2 separate regions of the Zea mays genome follow, and region 1 is linked to region 2. Evidence: chromatin contacts called from public Hi-C data. All regions are on one chromosome and are shown on one strand. The core of a region is the stretch at or near the end of the contact, and the rest is flanking DNA. Distances in the headings are between cores, read along the strand shown.

Evidence for each region. Hi-C and Micro-C count contacts between places; a contact is called where the count stands out from the background.
Region 1: a contact with region 2 is called in a Hi-C map of leaf, with 4 times the contacts expected there. The contact joins the promoter of LOC103632681 here to the enhancer-like site in region 2. A contact is called at or near these places in 2 of 25 Hi-C or Micro-C datasets (endosperm and leaf).

The regions. Positions count from the first base shown.
Region 1 is chr7:107,931,727-107,937,475 of Zm-B73-REFERENCE-NAM-5.0, reverse strand. It overlaps LOC103632681 (probable inactive receptor kinase At2g26730), which reads right to left and starts at 3,750. Exons shown (of 2, transcript XM_008654427.2): 1 at 1,999-3,750; 2 at 1-181. The coding sequence starts at 3,460.
Region 2 is chr7:107,757,358-107,762,587 of Zm-B73-REFERENCE-NAM-5.0, reverse strand. No RefSeq gene overlaps it. Among protein-coding and RNA genes, the nearest start is that of LOC103632680, 100 kb to the right of the region's middle. Within about 2 kb of position 1,412, at least 17 of the 20 cell types and tissues checked have an H3K27ac peak or open chromatin away from gene starts, as enhancers often do. A contact at or near this core is called in leaf, where this site is marked.

The DNA.
Region 1 (5,749 bases), core at 2,501-5,000, 170 kb before region 2:
GTGAAGAGGACGTTGGAGGCCTTGAGGTTGCCGTGGGCGATTGGGCCGCCTGACGAGGAATTGGTGGTCCCGCCGTCGCCGCGCAGGGTGGTGTGCATGAACGCCATGCCGTCGGCGACCTTGGCGGCGATGTGGAGGCGCGCTGGCCAATCCAGCGGCGCTTGGCTGCTCTCTATGGAGCCTGCAGGTTAGCATTCTGTGAGAGATGAAAAAATTTGAAACTTGACACTTTAGGCCTTGTTCGTTTACGTCGGATTACACCCGGAATCGTTTCGGCTAAACAAAGTTTATATAAATTAGAGAAGCAATCCGGCTAGGAATCGTTCCGACCCACCAATCCGACACAAACGAACAAGGCCTTATAGTAACTCCATACGCATTTTGTGATTGTTTTGATGTTCCATGCAGAGAACATGCTTATCTCTCTCTCTCTAATTTTAAAGGAAATGAAGTTAATAATAAATCTATAATCTATAGCACTATATAATCCATCAGTTTAAATTTTGCAAAACTCACTTAACCAAATAACCCTTACACACATAACTTTCACTGAATCTAACAAATGAATTGCATCCGCACATAACACACCTCAAAAACAACACCAACAACTCAGATAGCTACATAATCCTCCTATCTCATAATCATTCAAATCTAATAACCAATATTATTTGGATCATCTTTTCTCACTCATCCCTCACACACCACTGTCTCCCCCTCCCCCGCGACCTCGCCGCCCGTCCCCCTTTGCCTCACTCACGCCGCCGCAGGCCCCTCCCCTACCCTCCTAGCGCTGCCGCTGGTGGGTCCTCACCTTCACTCTCCAGGATTGTAGCGTAGTAGGTCCTAAATACACTGCTTAACATTTGCTAGTCTGGCTATGTTACCACTACTGTCCTACTAATATCAATGTGAAGCTTTGTCACTGTTTAAAACTAAGAGCATCTCCAACAATATGACTCTAAATTGTGCCCCAAAAATTAAAATACTACATCGTTTAAAGTATTTAGGGCACTAAAAACAAATTGCGTTACAACAGTTTAAATCATGTATTTTAGGAAGTAAATTACATTATTAGGAAAGAAAATTTGAGAATGATGTTGAAAAAAGTATAGGGCACTAGTCTAGGGTAAATATATTTGAATCACTTCATACTGTGAAGTATATTTTTGATCAAAAATTATAAAATAAGACACTGATTTAAGATACTGTTAGAGGTGCTCTAAGGCCGTATCCAATATACTGAATATTTGAAATTTTTATAATTATCATTATTTTTTACTGTGATATTGTTTAGTATATAATATACTTTTAGTGTAACTTTAAATTTTCTTTTTTTTCACAAAAGTTTTAAATAATACGAACGATCAAACATAATAAAAAAATCAAATGAATTATAAATTAGGACATGCTCCATTCAAAATAATTTTTTACATATCATTTTGAAGAAGTCAAAATTTTCAATGCACTAATATTTATGATACTAATAAATATCATTAAATTAATAACAATATATATTTAAATATATAAGCATGATGTTGATAGTGTTTTTTATAAATTTAATTACACTTACAATATTTGACTAATGAAAAGACGAGATATACATGTCTCATGTCTGCATTTACTAGAACTTGTACAGGTTGGTTATCCATAGTCCATAGGTCAAGTGGTCAACAGTCAGAATATAGACTCGATTCCCAATGCGAAATGGACTAGGCTAAACTTATGGGCTCGAACAATTTCAGCTATGAAAAGAACGGGCTACACGATGGTCGGCTGAATACGGCCCAAACTAGGATTTAAGAAGGCATGGGCTACTTTGCACCTAAAAAAGTTACGTCAAAATATGAGTATATACCATGGAGCCGAGCCAAGGTATCTGATATGGAATGGAACATCGCTCACTGATTTGTAAAAATTAAACGAATTTCATTTATTTACGCCCGTACATAAAAACAGTCTGAGAAGCTAAAAAAAGAGTGCGCACGCGAAGAAGGTTACCGTGCAGAAGCTTGGTGAGGCTGCCGTTGCTCTGAAACTCGTACACCAGCAACTTCTCCTGCATGGCGCAATAGAACGCCAGCGGCGGTAGCACGGCCGGGTGCTTGGCGAGCCCGACCCGCTCCATCCGCCGCCGGAACTCGTCCTCGTCCACCGCCGCGTCCCTCACCCGCTTCACCGCTAGCGCCGCACCGCCGGGCACCACCACCTTGTACGAGCTCCCGAAGCGGCCGCGGCCCAGCAGCTCCGCGGGGGACTTGAGCAGGTCCTCGAACCGCAGGTTCTTGGCCGCCGCCGCCGCGGCGTTGGACGTGATCGAGGCTGTGCCCGATCGGCGCAGCACTACCAGCGAGGCCGACGGCGCGCCCGCCTCGGCGGCGACCGTGCTGTGCTCGCCCGACGTCGGCAGCGAATAGGCCGTCTTGCTCGGGGTCGCCGACGTCGTGGTCGTGGTCGTCGTCATCCTGCTGCTGTCGTACACGGCCCTGCCTCCGCTGGGCTTGGAATTCCGCCCCAGCTTGCTCCGCTTCTTCTTGAAGCAGAACCTGTACAGGACGAAGGCCAGTATGGCGGCGCCCAGGAGGACGTAGCCGAGATACATGACGATCTTAGGCACTGTTCTTTTCTTCTCCTTGTCCTTGTCACCCCCCTTCCCGTCGTCTTCGGCCTCGGAGCCCGAGCTGGGCGGCGTCGGCGACGGGCAAGGAGCGAATAAGGGCTCGCCGCATATGCCAGCGGCGTTAGGCCAGAACCTCCCTTTGCCGAACCTGACAGCGTCCTTGGGGATTGGTCCGGTGAGGTTGTTGTTGGACACGTCGAAGCTGAGGCCCACAATGCTGTCGAGGTCGAAGTCCGGGATGGTGCCGTCGAAATGGTTGTCGTTCGCCAAGAACCTCTCTAGGTTGAGCCTGCCGAGGCCCCCGGGGAGCTCGCCGGAGAAGTTGTTTCCGGAAACCTCGATGACGCGTAAGCTCCTGGACTGGGCGAGCGAAGACGGCAGGTTACCTGAGAGCCGGTTGCCGCTGACGACCAGGTGGGTGAGTCCCGAGCAGGCCGAGATGCCCGCGGGGAGGCCGCCGCGCAGGCTGTTGTTGTGAAAGTTCAGCACGCGGAGAGCCGGCGCGGCGCAGAGCAGCGCCGCGTCGATGGTGCCGTTCAGGCCCTGCTCGTCGAGGTCGATCCTCTTGATGTGCCCGTCGTTTACGCCTCGGTCGAAGCACTGGACGGTTCCGCTCCACAGTGAGGCTTTGGTGCCGGGAACACACGGGTTGATCGACGCGTTCCACCTCAGCCTGATCGCCGTCTGCCCGCCGTCGTCGCCGGCCAGCGCGGTCAAGAAGCTGACGAGCGACGCCGTGACGTTGGCCGATTCGTCAGCTCGCGCCCGACATGGGCAGCATGCAAGCAGCAGCAGCACTACGAGTGCTGCTGCAAGTGCAGTGACAGCCACAGCCTTCGCCATAATGGCTCAGGAGTCAGGACGGAGCAAGAACAAGTGCCAGCGCCGGATGAGGTGCTCAGGAGCAACGGCGCCCGCGCTCGGTGCCTGATTGTCTAAGGCTACGAGCTGGGCATGGCAAGCAAGGCTGAGACGCCAGGAGTTTGGAGCTCGATCGGGTTCCGCGTGCGAGGGGTGTGTCAAAAGCTCGGGCCGAAGCTGGCACGTTCGAAGCGGACGACGGGGCGGAGGCTACGAAGCAGGGGAAGGGCCGGGGGCCGCCTTGCATTGCGGTCGGTCGCAGGGGACATGCAGGTGCGGCCAAACGGCAGTGTTGGAGGGGCGCCAGATGCCGGGCTGGCGCCTCCGTCCGCGTACGCCGGCCGGCAGCCCTGGGCGACGGCACGAACAGGTCCGGCGATCCGGTTAACGGGCATGTCTCCGTCGGTGAAAATATAAATATGTGTCCCGAAGTCGACAGGAATAATTCGGGTTGACGTAGCTGAACTCGACATATGTCTGAAGCTGTTGTTACTTGTGATTATATATAATCTTGATTTTTGGGACGACTGGTTGTGCTACTCACTCGTAGTTGGCTGGCAGTGATGATGCGAGCATGATCTGGTCAGGGTTCGGTGTTTGCAATATTATCTTTGCATATAACTGACACTGACTAGACAATAGACACAGGTTCGGTAATTGTGCAACAGTGACAGCTCCGTATCGCATACGATACGAGCCGGCCGCCATGGTGCCGGCGCCTCAACGCACCAATGCGCCTCCGTAAGGGCTAGGCTGGTTGAGCACCATATATGGTACTTCAAGAAGCCTGGACGGTCCGCCACGTGGTCCACACGATCCGCGATTAGATTAGATCAGACGAGTATCTCCTTTCCCGTTCGTGTTTATCCAACTAAATACGCGGATTTTATTGGAAAATGACTAGAAACGGGTCCAAACCTCTCTCTATATGAAAGGGTACGATCGATTGCGCGTATCAACAATTGAACCAATAAACCTTCATCGCATTAGGAGTAGGAGTAATCTAGACCTAGTTTAGTCTTTCCCTGACCCCAAATCTTCATCTCTCTTCGATTCTACGTCGTTTAGGGACGTCCTGGGTGGTCTGTCGATCCTAGAGCACACCCTGGAACTCTCCTCCCTGACGGGTCCCTCTCAAGGGGCAAGCTCTAGGGATCTTTGACCCTCTGTGCACGCGCGGACCATCCGACCTATAGCATGGACAGTCCAACACACGAGCAAAGGAACCCGCTCCTGCCGCAGGATCGCGGACCGTCTGCGCCGCCGCAAAGAGCACCGCAGGTGGTATGCTCCTGATGTTTGGTCCCGAATCAGAGCCAACACACTTTTTGGCGACTCCGCTGGGGACATAGTTAGGTGTGATCTATCGAAAATCAGCCACATATGACCGGTTCAAAGGTTTGCACCGATGTTTCTCACAGTAACATCATGAAGCCGACTCTCGAGAGTCTGTCGGCTGAGGATTAGCAGCGATTCAAGGACTACGAAAGGCAACGACACGAAGATACGCTGCAACGAGAGTGAAAGAAACAAGTGACGTCTTTGGGGGTGAATTAGTACTTCTAAAACTTTCTCTAAACTAGGACACAAATAAAAACATATGCAATTAATCAAACTAGAATGTGCAAACTAGGTTTTGTCTAAGTGTTTGTTATCTCTACCGCAATGACTAAGTTTCAATCTACAACAATATAAGTATAAAGACAAGATTGAAACTTAAATGCTTAATATAAATGCGGAAGCTAAAGAGTGAGGTAGAGATGCAAACTTTCGTGGATGACGCCGATATTTTTAGTGAGGTATCCGGAACCACGTAAGGTCCCGAAAATCCTCGTTGGTGTCCCTACGCAAAGGAAGCCCACGCGAGGGCCAAACACCTCGGTTGAGTAACTCCGTAGAGAGTCGTGGGCCTTCTCCACGTGCAAGTGGTGCCACGCTTCCGGCTCCTATCGGACGCTCCCCGCCGTCTCCACTATCGAGCTTCCAGCTGAAACGCTGCGGGCCTCGTTCCCTTCGGCACACGTTGGTGACCGTGAGACAAACGCGGTTGTCACGGTCTCGCAAGACTCTCGTCCCACTCGGTACAATTACAACGGCTCGCGCAAGAGCTGAGGGGTTGTGTGGTTTTACAAAACTCGCTCAACTAACTAGGGTTCACCTAGAGCAAGCGCTAAAGCGGTCTAACTAATCTAAGCACTTCGCAAAGCACCTATGCTAATCACAGAGTGATTCTATTAAGCACTTGAGTGTATGAGCTCTTGGGAATGTCTA
Region 2 (5,230 bases), core at 163-2,662:
TAAGGCATTTTATTTAAGACATAACTTGAATTTGACGTTAGAACTTTAAATGAAAACATAAAATAGAAATTGAGAAAGAAAAACAAAAATAAATCATAATAAAAATTAGACATTGGAAAAATGGTCCTATTAAAACAAAGGGAGAATTTTTGAATATACCTTTAATTTGACTACACACCCAAAATAATAATATATTGAAATAAATATGGTGTGTGTATTTCATGTTGAAAACATTGTCTAAATAAAATAATAAATACTGAAGTAACTAAATAAATAGGTTAAGTAGTGCACATGATGTTGAGATTCTATTTGTTCCTCTAGAAAATTTAAAGGTTGAAATTCAAATCTGAGTTTAATATGAAATTGAAATAGAAATCAAAAAAATGAAAATCCAAAGAAAAGAAAAAGGAAATGAGAACTAGGCAGGGTAGAATCTACAGTTTCGGCCCAATACCCATCTCATCCCGCGGGCCCATTCCCCCTCCCTTCCTTTTTCCTTTTTTCCACGTGTGAATGACAGGCGGGGCCCTGTGTCATCCACTCTTCCTCCTGCAGTTGACTCCTCTCCCTCGCGCGCCTGCTCTCCATTGCGCCACTGCCACGTGGCCCCGATGCGCTGGGTCGCTGACCGTAGGACCAACTCGTCGGATGCCTTTTCTTCCGCTGCGTCGCGCGCCCACGTAATACAGAGACCGCCGTCTGGGCTCCACCCGACGGATCTATCTACTCCCCCTCCCTATCTCTTCTCCGCTTTAGGCGCTAACAGACGGCAGAATTCTTGGCGCCCTTCGTAACAGCTCGCCCGGAGTTCTTCTGGATCTTACCTCATCGAATACACCCTGGGTCGCTCTCCTCACAACCATATAAGCCACGCCCGACCTCCTTAATGTCCATCGAGCACCAACATCGAGCTGCATCATGGAGGGAGTCAGCAGCGGGAGATCGAAGGGGAGCGGATCGAGAGGGAGAGAGAGAAGTTGTAGCCGCCGGCATCACCTGGCGTTGGGAACGACGTTCAGGGGCCGGATAGGGAGCTGTGGAGGGAGAGTAGATTGTGGGCGGGCCTGGGCGCGGGATACTCCTGATGCCTCAACGACGTTAAGCATGACCGTGCGTTTCCGTTCTCTGCGGCCGGCGTCAACAACACCTGGGTCACCGGTAAGAATGCCTATTCCTTTCGCCAAGCTCCTTGCATCGTGTGGCATTGGGTACAGTGGGTGATGGGGCATAGGTTCGCCTGGGGCATCGCGCCTTCATAGCGCCATCGAGGGCTAGCGATCACCATGGCGGACGGTCGGTCAGAGGTAGAAGAAAGGGTAGGAGACGTTGATCTGGAAATCCACGGTGGAGATTAGATGTGCTGCGTTTCAGCTATAGCGATTGTGGATCGTTGGATCTTCGACCAACGTGCGGGATTAAACGAGCGCATAACGATTCGAGTGAAAATCCGGGCCGTTCGATCTGGATCCGGTGGCCTCTATTCCGTACCAGTTCGTTTTAATTATGTTTAATCTGGACCCTCGGTGCACGATCCAGCGGCCGAAATCTATCCATACCCCTTCGCGTTGGCGCTTTACAAATGAGACCCTGCAATTTTATTTAGGTTATAAACCCACAGTTCACCATGACTGTAGTATGAGTCTTAGGAATTTTGTGCAGAACCCCGGAGCTTCTCAGTATTATAAGCGCAGTCCAGATAGTTAATAAAACCCAAGAAATTCAATTCAGAAATGATTTTCAATATAAAAATAATTGCATAAACTTCTTTAGTTCCTGGAAAATTCATTTTAGCTCCTTTTTAGTCCATTCTAGTTCCTATAATTTTGTATTAATATTGTCTATTACTTGTTAACACTGTTTTAACATGAAACCCATACTAGAATTCATTACTCAATTAATTTTGTAGCAAGCATACGAACTTTGGAAATTCATAACTTCTTTGTTTTAATTCCAATTTGACCCGTTCGAGTTGCATTAGCTTCATATAAATATTTACTACGAAGTAGCAATATTGATTATATGATAACCCATACTTTTATAATTAGGTAACTAATTTGACTAATCTATGTTTTTCTGGGTTAGCTCATTTTAATATTAATATAGTATTATGATCTTATGATTATAATTTGGCTAGATGATCTTTAATCAATTAATGACTTAGATTAAAGTTGAGATAATTATTTATAGAATAATCTCTCATATGATTTATACTAACTAATTTATAATATAGTTTAATATTTTAAATCACATAGATCTTTTATAAATCACAACTCCTTAATAGTAATTCCGATTTTAGTGATTCTTGATCCTACGATCTCGTTACAGCGTGTAGACTATTATTATGAAGTTTATTCTTATGTTTGGTGTGATGCTAATTTTTCCTTTACCATGTTTATCTGTATTGCTACATTTAGTAGTGAGGACACGTGTCATCTGAAGAGGAAGTTGGTACCTTCTCAAGTGTCAGGCAAGTTGTGCCCTTGATCACTTCTTTTTATCCAGTCATGTTCTGATTAATCATCATGATCTGTATAGGTTAATTTTGATGGGACCCAATAGGTTACCCTAGTTTGACTATCTTTGTACCTTGTTTACCACTGAATTTTTGGGTAGTACTTGCTATTGCTTTATGTTGTTTTGGGTATAAAGATACATTTTATTCATATTATATTTTATTATCAGTTGTTATTTACTGTTCATGTTAAGATCATTATGTTCATTGGAACATGGAGAACCACCCAGGAAAACAGTGCTACCACAAGGGTGGTATGGGACGCCCTTGGCTGATTAGTTAGGAAAGCTAGTGGATGACTACCTAACCCGAAAGGGGCAAGAGCAATAGGGGAGTGGTCAGTGTAGGGAGGTCCTTGGGTTGATTTTGCTGCGATGGCGGTCACGCGAGGGATCCTTGCATTGGAGCTTCCTAGAAACTGTAGTGGGTTTTCTGAAGCTAGTGGAACTTTGTAAAGGCCTCGTAGTGTTACCCTGCCTCGCCTCCTCGGTAGAGGTGTATGGGATTGGCCGTCTCTTGGTAGATTGGTAATATGACTTATGGGTAAAGTTGTGCAACCTCTGCAGAGTGTAAAACTGGTATACTAGCCGTTCTCACGGTCATGAGAAGCTCGGACACTCACATGATTAATTTATGGAACTAAATTCAATTTGTCATATGCCTTGCATCGCAGGTGTTGTTATTACTTTTGTTCTACTACTTAATTGGGTTAGTATTTACTTATACTTAGTAATTGCTAATAAAATTTTGACCAACTTTAAAAGCAATGCTCAGCTTCAACCATTCTCTTTGGTAAGCCTTACACTTCACATTAGCTCCCATCTTTGGTGAGTTCATACACATTATTCCCCACAACTTGTTGAGCTATGAACGTATGTGAGCTCACTCTTGCTGTCTCACACCCCCACAGGTCAAGAATAGGTACCGTAGGATGGGGCGCTTGGAGGATGCTGTGACGAGTTCGTGAGAGGTCTAGGCCATCGTCTCCCAGTCAACTTTGGGTTGCTGGACCGTTGTCTCCTTATAATATAATTATTTATTTATTTTGTACAGAACTCCTATTATATAGTAAATATGTGACATTCGATCATGTGCCATGATTCATCATATATGTGAGACTTGGTCCTAGCACACCTGGTGATTATGTTCGCGCCCGGGTCTTGGTGCCTCGAAACCCGGGTGTGACAAGTACATAATCTGTTCCATGTATCCCAATTGAAGAAGTGCGTTCGGATTCCTGATCGAACCATCGATGTGGTGGATGTTGCTTTGGAACCAGATTTGACTTATTCAGAACATCCCATTCGAGTTTTGGATCAGAAGGACATGATCACTCGAAAAAGAACCGTCAAATTCTATAAGGTACAATGGAACCAGCATACTGAAGATGAAGCTACCTGGGAGACTCAAGACTTCTTGGAGAAAATTTTTCCTAGGTTTTTAGCTTCATATAACTTGTAAGATGTGTATATCTGATTGTAAAGTTGGAACAAACCCCATACCACCCCCTGCTCTGTAAGATAAATAAGGAAATAAAGATGTGACGTGTTTCCTTTTCCACTACTTACCCTAGGACCTTAAATCTCGGGACGAGATTCTTTTATGGGGGGAAGGATGTAACACCCCTGGTGTTACTGGCACTAAAACTTGAGCATGACATCATATGCATTGGCATTTCATATTGTGATGTGGTGATTTGAAGTATTCTTAACCATAGGGTAGGGTACTCAACCCTGGGATTAGGGCATGTGGGTAATAGTAAGCCAAAATGGGTAATATCTCAAAAGTCATTGGAAATATTCATAAGAGACCAAGAGTTATGGATTTGAGTGGCACAAAAACCCTAGAGTGCTCAAAACCCTAAAAGAAACCCTAGAAAACCCTAATTTGTACCCTAGGGGTGAATTCAAATTCTATACACTTTTGGACCAAATTGTAAATATCAAAATGGTAGAACATCAAAAACCAAGCAACTTTTGCATTGGAGGATTTTCAAGTAGTGTGGATTAATTTGGACTTAATTGCAAAAAGTCCCAAGCACACTTATGTGGCTAACTCTGAATTTCAGTGAGATTAAGCTAACTTTGGAGCTTTTTATTTCTTAATTCATGAAGATTTTGCCCTAGGTCCATACATAAATCTTGTAGAGCTGTGATAGGAGTACAACTTTGATTAAGTGACTAAGCATTGGTGCTGTACAAAAATTGGAGAAAAATGAACTCAAAGTCAGGCTATCAATTGGATCAGGTGTCATGGTTGAATCTGTGTGATTCGATGAGAATTTGATCAAGGTCTTTATAATGAAATCAAAGCTAGTTTGTAGGAGATTAATTTTGCTGCAGACCGATTAGAGAGTTGCCACATAAGAATTTGTGAAAAACACCCCTGAAAATGCTCTGTCAGGCGCTCTGATGAAGACCCTGATTGTACAGTAGTCTGAAGAAGATCTCGGGTTCACTGAATCTCGCCGCCGGTGACCCCCGCGCCTAGATTCACGCTGGCGCTGCGATTCGTGCCCGGTGGCACACAGATAACTACGTAGGGTAAAAGATCTCGTGTCAGGGATAAAGTCGGGGCACTGTTCTGCCCAGTCACCGTACCCACTTGCCGGCGACGTGGCCGAGCGGCCATCGCCGAGGTGGACATCGTTCGTCGTGATTGTGCCACCCCGTGACCCTTTCACCATGTTGTTGTCAGCCGTAAGAACTTAGCAGTGAC